Linked DNA regions of Pan troglodytes: region 1 is linked to region 2. Evidence: chromatin contacts called from public Hi-C data. All regions are on one chromosome and are shown on one strand. Each heading gives the region's core, a stretch centred on a gene start, on an enhancer-like site or on the middle of the called end of the contact. The rest is flanking DNA. Distances are from core to core; before and after follow the strand shown. Region 1 has its middle 34 kb from the start of IRF2BPL. Region 2 has its middle 47 kb from the start of ANGEL1.

Evidence for each region. Hi-C and Micro-C count contacts between places; a contact is called where the count stands out from the background.
Region 1: a Hi-C map of induced pluripotent stem cells shows a contact between it and region 2, with 2.3 times the contacts expected there. The contact joins two enhancer-like sites. A contact is called at or near these places in 4 of 7 Hi-C or Micro-C datasets (blood, induced pluripotent stem cells and stem cell-derived neural progenitor cells) and 1 of 1 other capture datasets (stem cell-derived neural stem cells).

The regions. Positions count from the first base shown.
Region 1 is chr15:75,013,977-75,017,903 of NHGRI_mPanTro3-v2.0_pri, forward strand. No RefSeq gene overlaps it. Among named protein-coding and RNA genes, the nearest start is that of IRF2BPL, 34 kb to the left of the region's middle. Within about 2 kb of position 2,420, at least 2 of the 24 cell types and tissues checked have an H3K27ac peak or open chromatin away from gene starts, as enhancers often do. A contact at or near this core is called in induced pluripotent stem cells, where this site is marked.
Region 2 is chr15:74,835,577-74,839,436 of NHGRI_mPanTro3-v2.0_pri, forward strand. It overlaps the pseudogene LOC101058791. Among named protein-coding and RNA genes, the nearest start is that of ANGEL1, 47 kb to the left of the region's middle. Within about 2 kb of position 1,880, at least 5 of the 24 cell types and tissues checked have an H3K27ac peak or open chromatin away from gene starts, as enhancers often do. A contact at or near this core is called in induced pluripotent stem cells, where this site is marked.

The sequences.
Region 1 (3,927 bases), core at 1,170-3,669, 180 kb after region 2:
TGTCTAGGTCTTGCCCAAGTCGACCAGAGGAAATGCTCCAGAAGCTGATCCCTAGACAGAGCCTTTGTTTTTTTGTTTTGTTTCGTTTTGTTTTGTTTTGAGACAGACCCTTGCTCTGTCGCCCAGGCTGGAGTGCAGTGGCGCGATCTCGGCTCACTGCAACTTCCACCTCCTGCATTCATGCAATTCTCCTCCCTCAGCCTCCCAAGTAGCTGGGACTACAGGCACGCACCACCACGCCCAGCTAATTTTTGTATTTTTAGTAGAGACGGGGTTTCTCTATGTTGGCCAGGCTAGACTCAAACTCCTCACCTCAGGTGATCCACCCACCTCAGTCTCCCAAAATACTGGGCTTACAGGTGTGATCCACCATGCCTGGCCCAGGGTCTTATTAAAATAAAGCAAGCGGGGCCTCCGTGCCAGGCACTTTGGTAACAATTAAGCCATCACCTTGGATAGTATTTCACATGTGGTAGGCAGAAAAGGAAGCCCTCTAGACAAATTAGCTCATTTAATCCTCTCACAACCCTATGAACTACTCACAGGTACTAGTAACATTACCATTTTGCAGACAAGAATGGTGACAGGTGGAGAGATTAAGTAGCCAATTCAAGGTCACACAGCTAGTAATAACCAACTGGATTTGAACCCAGAGAATCTGGTTCCAGTAGCCATGCTCTCCTAGTGCTCAGGGTTGCCTGAGCTGATAGTGACCATAGGAAAGCCTCTGAATGTCTTTTGCATGTATTCACTCATTCACTCACTCATTCATTCATTCATACAGCAGTGATTTGTTGAGCACCTACTATGTACAAGGCGCCATACTAGGTACCAGGGAGACAAAGGTATATAAAACAGACATAGGCTTAAGAGGGAGACTGACATCAATTTAACATTTTTATAAATTTATAGTAAATGCAAAATGTGATAAGTGACATGAAGGAGAAGTATTGGATCCCACGAAAGCACCTACTACGAGAAACTCATCTGTTTGGTGAGGTCAAGGAAGGGTTCCCTGAGGAAGTGACAAATGAAGAAATAGCTTATACTGGTGGTTCTCATAATGTGGCCCCTGGCCTAGCAGCATAAGAATCACCAAGGAATCTGGTTTAAATTTTTTTTTTTTTAGAGACAGGGTCTCACTTTGTTTTCCAGGTTGGAGTGCAGTGGTGCAAACACAGCTCACTGCAACTTCCTGGGCTCAAGTGATCCTCCCACCTCCCAAGTAGTTGGGACTACAGGTGCACACCGCCACACCCAGCTAATTTTTTTTTTTGGAACGAAGTTTCGCTCTTGTTGCCCAGGCTAGGGCACGATGGCATGATCTCGGCTCACTGCAACCTCTGGCTCCCGGGTTCAAGCAATTCTCCTGCCTCAGCCTCCTGAGTAGCTGGCACTATAGGCTCCAGCCACCACACCCGGCTAATTTTTGTATATTTAGTAGAGACGGGGTTTCACCATGTTGACCAGGCTGGTCTTGAACTTCTGACCTCAGGTGATCCACCCACCTCAGCCTCCCAAAGTGCTGGGATTACTGGTGTGAGCCACCACGCCTGGCCTAATTTTTTTATTTTTTGTAGAGACAGGTGTTGTCATGTTTTCCAGGCTGGTCTGAAACTCCTGGGCTCAAGTAATTCTCCTGCTTCAGCTTCCCAAAGTGCTGGGATTACAAGTGCGAGCCACTTCAGCAAAGAAATTTGTAAGAAAGGCAAACTCTCAGGCCCCACCCCAGACCTACTGAATTGGGAACTCTGTGGAAGAGGCCCAGAATCCGTGAATGAGCGCACCAGGGGCTTCCGATGCATGTTCGAGTTTCAGAACCACTGCTTGCAAGCCTTTGTGTAACAAAGGCCCCGAGGTGGGCAGGCGCAGGCACATTAGAGTACCCGAGGGGGGCCTGCAGGTGGGGCGGGAGTGGGGGTGGGGCTTGATGGTGGTTTACACTGGCCTTGCAGGCATGCTCAGCAGTTCAGCACGCATCATTTCCAGTCACCAGGAGGCCTAGCCAGAGGTTCCTCTGCCCTAAGAACCCTCAAGGAGTAGCAGGTCACCTGTGTGTCCAGGCTGGCTAAGTTACGTAAAAGCATGGAGATGACTATGACAAAGGCTTCTAGAGGCCCCTGGTCACCTGATCTTGACCATGTTTTGACTTCCAGGAAGCACTAGTCAGACAGTGAATTCCGTTGCTGGGAAAATGCCTTAGTCCTCAATGCCGAGAGAGGAACCCCAGAGGGAAACTCCTCCTTATCCTCAAGAAGCCTTTGCAAAGGGCCTGTGGGTCCTGTTTCCCCTTGGATCGGTGCTAGCAAGGGACATTATCTGCTGAGCAGAGGGTTGCTAGAGGTGGCTTCTACCCTCCTCAGGAGGCAATCCTGAAACAGACACATTGCATTAAAGACCCTGCGCAGCAGAAGGCAGGTATCACCCGCTGAGAGAGCTGGCTGGGTGGAGTCAACGTGAGCTGTTGGAGCTGGGCTCATTGCACAGGAAGGACTGGCTGCTAGTTCTTTGGCTAAGCCTGAACAGGCTGGGTGTGGTCACACCTGCTTGCTGGACATGTTAGCCCAGAAATACATCAAAATTGGTGACAACCAAACAGCCCCCCAGACTCAGAGTCAAGTGGCATTTATGGGGTACCTACTATGTGCTAGACACTGTATGAGGCCCTTTCACAGGTGTTAGCTCTCTGGTAAAGCTCCCAAGTTTGCAGATCCCTTCTCCATCACCCTGTCTACAAGTGCAGATCAATTGTTAGTTCATGCTTGGTGCATCAGGACTCAGTGGCGAGCAGGACAGACATGGTATTTTCAGGGGCAACACAGCGGGGGAAAACAAAGAGATATACATGTGCCAGATAAGGAGCTATTGGTTGTTTTTAGGGCCAACTGTGAGGGTTCCCAGTGCTTTGTATCAAGAATGACTTTCTTTTTAAGGGTCTCTTGTAGAGAGAAAGAAATAAAGAGAAACCACAGTTGGCTTGCGAGACTCACATTGGCTTTGCCCACAGTCACTGGTTTGTTGTTTTTTTTTTTTTGTGAGACGGAGTCTCGCTCTGTCACCCAGGCTGGAGTGCAGTGGCACCATCTCGGCTCACTGCAAGCTCCGCCTCCTGGGTTCACGCCATTCTCCTGCCTCAGCCTCCCGAGTAGCTGGGACTACAGGCACCTGCCACTACGCCCGGCTAATTTTTTGTATTTTTAGTAGAGACAGAGTTTCATCGTGGTAGCCAGGATGGTCTCGATTTCCTGACCTCGTGATCCACCCGCCTTGGCCTCCCAAAATGCTGGGATTACAGGCGTGAGCCACCGCACCCAGCCTGCTCACAGTTACTGTTAAACACCACAGTAGAACCTGCCAGTAGCTGAGCACACGCAGGGCGCCAGCCTCTAGACAGCATGGTTATCCAGCCACTAGACAGCATGGTTATCCATCTCACTTCCTCCTCTTTCCAGCTGCCCCGCCTCTCCATGGGGTTTTTCACAAGACGATCAGAGACCCAGAGACCCAAAGGAAAGGGAGACAATGGGGATTGGAGGCCACGGGCTTTAGGGGAAGGTAGGGAGCAAAAAATAGAGCATATGCAAAGCCCTGTCCTTGTTACTTCCCTCCCCAGTCTCCACCACCACCCAACTGGCATATGAACTTGTTCTCGTATACAGCTCTGAGCAAAGCACCATATGGCAGTTTCATCAGGCCCACGGCCTGGTTTCCATCCAGCCCACTCTAATTTCCTTCCAGTCATGGATCTGCAGAATAACCCATCCTGTGGAAGGAGCTCAGAGGAAGAAAAAGATAACAATAACAGTAAAGATATACAGAGCACAAACCACAGCGGGGAGCTGTTCCAATTATGACGCTTGCAACAGCTCTAGGAATATCGCTGTTAGCATCCCCATTTTATAGATGACAAAACTGGGAGACAGATGT
Region 2 (3,860 bases), core at 630-3,129:
GAGAGAGATGGTGAGGCCGAGGAGGGCCTAGGGCTTTCCGGGGGCAGGGCCAGTTTTGTGGGTGTTCAACCTGTGTGGTCACACGAGGCTCTGCACATGGAAGGATCGGCCACTTGGCTTCATGCTCTGTTGTCTCCGTCTTGAAATTCTTAACAATTTTTTAACAAATGGCCCACACATTATCTAGCAGACCCCATCTAGGGTGAGGACATTTATACACAAAGGGCCTTGCTGTCTGGGAAACAGAATCGGAGGGTGTTGGAACAGACAACCCATCCTTCTGCCCCGCCCCAACCCCCACCTCTCCACAGCTGGAAGGAGAAAGATGAAGAATCCGGCAGGGCCTCCTTTCGAGGTTGGCCAGGTGGCACGTGGGTTTCCGGAAGAGAGGAGAGAGAGGAAACAGCCCTGACCTCCACAGGCTGCAGGTGGGGTCAGGAAGAAAGAAGGGCAGGGGCCAGGGGAAGATAGGCCCCTCCCTGCCAAGGCCCTCCATGGGTGGTGGGCAAGCAGGTGAGCCACTTCAGCTAGAACTCGCTGTTGGAGGAGGCTGCAGGTCTGAGGTGGGCACAAGGGGAGTGTGGGGCGGAGGGTGGCGGTGGTGAGGCCTGGAGCCAGGATAAAGCTCTTGAGGGCCTCCGCCAGCAGGGCCGGCCCAGGCCCGCTCTGACCTCTGGTCTTATTACAGAAAACGGGTCCCGATGCAGACCCCAAGAGAGAGTTCTTGGATCTCGCGCAAGAAAGAATTCAGGGGGACTCCGCAGTGCAAAGCAAAAGCAAGTTTGTTAAGAAAGTAAAGGAATAAAGAATGGCCACTCCATAGACAGAGCAGCCCTGAGGGCTGCTGATTGCCCATTTTTATGGTTATTTCTTGATAATATGCTAAACAGAAGGTGGATTATTCATGCCTCCCCTTTTTAGACCACATAGGGTAACTTTCTGACGTTGCCATGGCATTTGTACACTGTCATGGAGCTGGTGGGAGTGTAGCAGTGAGGACGACGAGAAGTCACTCATGTCGCCATTTTAGTTTTGGTGGGTTTTGGCTGGCTTCTTTACTGCAAACTGTTTTATCAGCAAGGTCTTTATGACCTGTATCTTGTGCTGACCTATCTCATCCTGTGACTTAGAATTCCTAACCGTCTGGGAATGCAGCCTAGTAGGCCTCAGCCTCATTTTACCCAGCTCCTATTCAATATGGAGTTGCTCTGGTTCACACCCCTTTGACAGTCTCAGCCAGTAGGCAATTCAGAAACTCCCCCAGCAGGCAGCCGGCCGGGTGCCTTGCTCCTCCAGCATGGGCCTGGCTGACTCCTGGTTTCCACCTCCCGGATGTGGCCGGCTGCTCTTGTGGCTCTCCTGTCCCTCACAGTTGGGCCAGGGTCAAGCAGTGCTGGGACATAAGCTGGCAGGAGGGGAGTGGGCCCCAGGTCCCAGACCAGGGCTGGAGAGGATCCGGGCTCCACAGAAGAGGGTGGGAAGGGAACCCCACCCTGTATAGGAGGCAGGGAGAGTGGAGATGCAGCCCAGGGGATCTGCCTGAGGCCTAGCCCAGACACTGGCCCGACTCTCGGAAGCCAGGCCACCCCGTCTGCCTTCCCTGGCAGAGCCGGACCAGGCTGGAGCCAGAGTGCCTGGGCAGGGCACACTCAACACCCGCACCCTGGTTCCCTGAGGCTGAGGGCTGGACCAGCCAGACGCCTTCCTTTGCACCTCCCAGGACCCAGGCTGCGAATCCCTTCCATTCAAATGCACATGTTCCCGGGAGGCCGGGAGAGGGTGGGCTCAGGTCAGAATTTCATTCCTCACACTCGTCAGAGGTTTGTGAACAGCCAGCCCAGAGGAAAGCCCAGAGGGCAGGGCGGGGGAGGAGACTGAAGGGACCGGCTGCGGGAGACAGGAAGGGTGGACCAACCCAGCACTTCCACACTGGGCCTGGGCAGGCCTCACCCCCAGCCCCACCTCTGCCCTCTCCTTCCCACTCCCAGCTCAGGCTCCTGGGCCCCTGGCACTTTCACAGCCCCTCCTGGTTTCCGGAGGTTTGCCGAGGCTGCTGCTCTGTCGCTGCCGTCCTTCCACATATCCTCTCATTTTCACAGACAGGGAAACTGAGGCCTGAAATGTCAGTTGAGGCCAACAGCTAAGTGACAGGGCAACAACCCAAATGCCCAAGCCTTCTGCTGCCAGCTTCCCAGAGCCCTCTGGGCTGGGTGGCAGCGGCACAGAGCGACGTGGAGCTCTGGAGGCAGATCCCGGCTCTGCCACTCCCTGGCCTCAGGACCCTGGGCAACTCAGGGCAGCTTTCTCACCTGTAAAGGAGGAACTCATGGCCCCCTCCCAGGGTGACTGAGAACACAGGCTTCCGTAAGGATGAGGAGGGGCCGGGCACTCCTGGGTCATAGGAAGTGCTCAGCCAGTGGATACCACCCCTTCCACGGCAGAGACTGCCCATGCCTAACACATTTCCACTGCCATTGGCAATCCCAGGCTCGTTTCTCAGACTCGGGTATTTTCAGGCTAGAAAGGACCTGGAAACGTGTCCTTGGAAGAGCTCTGGACCCGTGTTTTTCCCTAAGCAGCTGGTCCAGCCACCGCAGACACAGATGACAGGTGTGCTGACTCAGTAGGACCCAATTCCAATTGCCTTCCATTGTTGAAAGAATCTAAAAGAACCTTGACTCCCCTCCAGGTCTACCCAATCTACAAACACTGCAGAGCACAAATGAATGAAGATTCATTGTCTCCTTTAAGAACCAGAGGGGTCCCCCTTCCCGTGCAGCAGGAAAAGCTCACACAGAATGAAAGCTATTAGGTTGGCAAATTTCTCCTTCCTCCTGGGGGTCAATTCAATTTCAGACCTGCCTAGGGATGGGGGATGGTGTCTTTCTTGTCCACCCACTCCACCTCCCCACCCATCTTGGGGAGAGAGGACGTGCCACTACTGAGCCCAGGCGTGATGTGTGGACTCTCCAGGGTGACAGGGATTTTTTTTTTTTAAGAGAAAATGCTCTTTTTTTTTTTTAGTTCCCAAGTTTTATTCAAGAACTCATACAAAATATTCCAGATAAATGAAATTTAATCCTCTTCTTCGTCCTGGTTAATCTAGAAGTAACGTAATTCGTAACTCTCTTTGCTGTTAGCAAGTATGCGCAAGCAGTCACATAAATTATTTTTCTTCAAATATTTTTTGGTGAGATATTTCAAATACCTTTTGCAGAAAGTCACCTTGGATGTCACAGTGATCTTGCTCTTGCTCCTTTCGTTGGTCACCACCCCTCCACCAAGGTTCCCAGCTTTTCCGTTCACTTTGATCCTTTCTTGCAAAAACCGCTCAAAATTGGCAGCATCCATGATTCCATCTTCTACAGGGTGGGTGCAATCAAGAGTGAACTTCAGAACCTGCTTCTTTTTTTTGTCCCCCTTCGCCACAAGCTTTTTCACAGGAGCTATGGTGGCAGCGGAGTTAGAAAGGGAGCGAGAAAATGCTCTTTTTGTCTTTCCATTGAGAAGGCACCTCCCATGCTGGTGTATCCAGGGAGTGGAGACCATCACCCTTCAACAGAAGCAATGAACTTTAGTGAATATCATGTTTACATGTGTTTTATGCAAAGCACCACGCTTGGTGGTACCATGGGGAACAAAGAGATAGCTAAGATAAAGTCCTTGCCCTTAAGGGTCTCTTAATATATTTTAGGTCACAGACACTTTTGAGAATCTGAGGAAAGCTATGAACTTGCCCCAGAAAAATGCAACGCACACACACACACACACACACACACACTCAGTTCTGTATCCATTTCAGAAGGTTTGCTGGCCCTCTGCAGCCAATCCGCAGACCTTCATAGACCCAGGATTAGGAA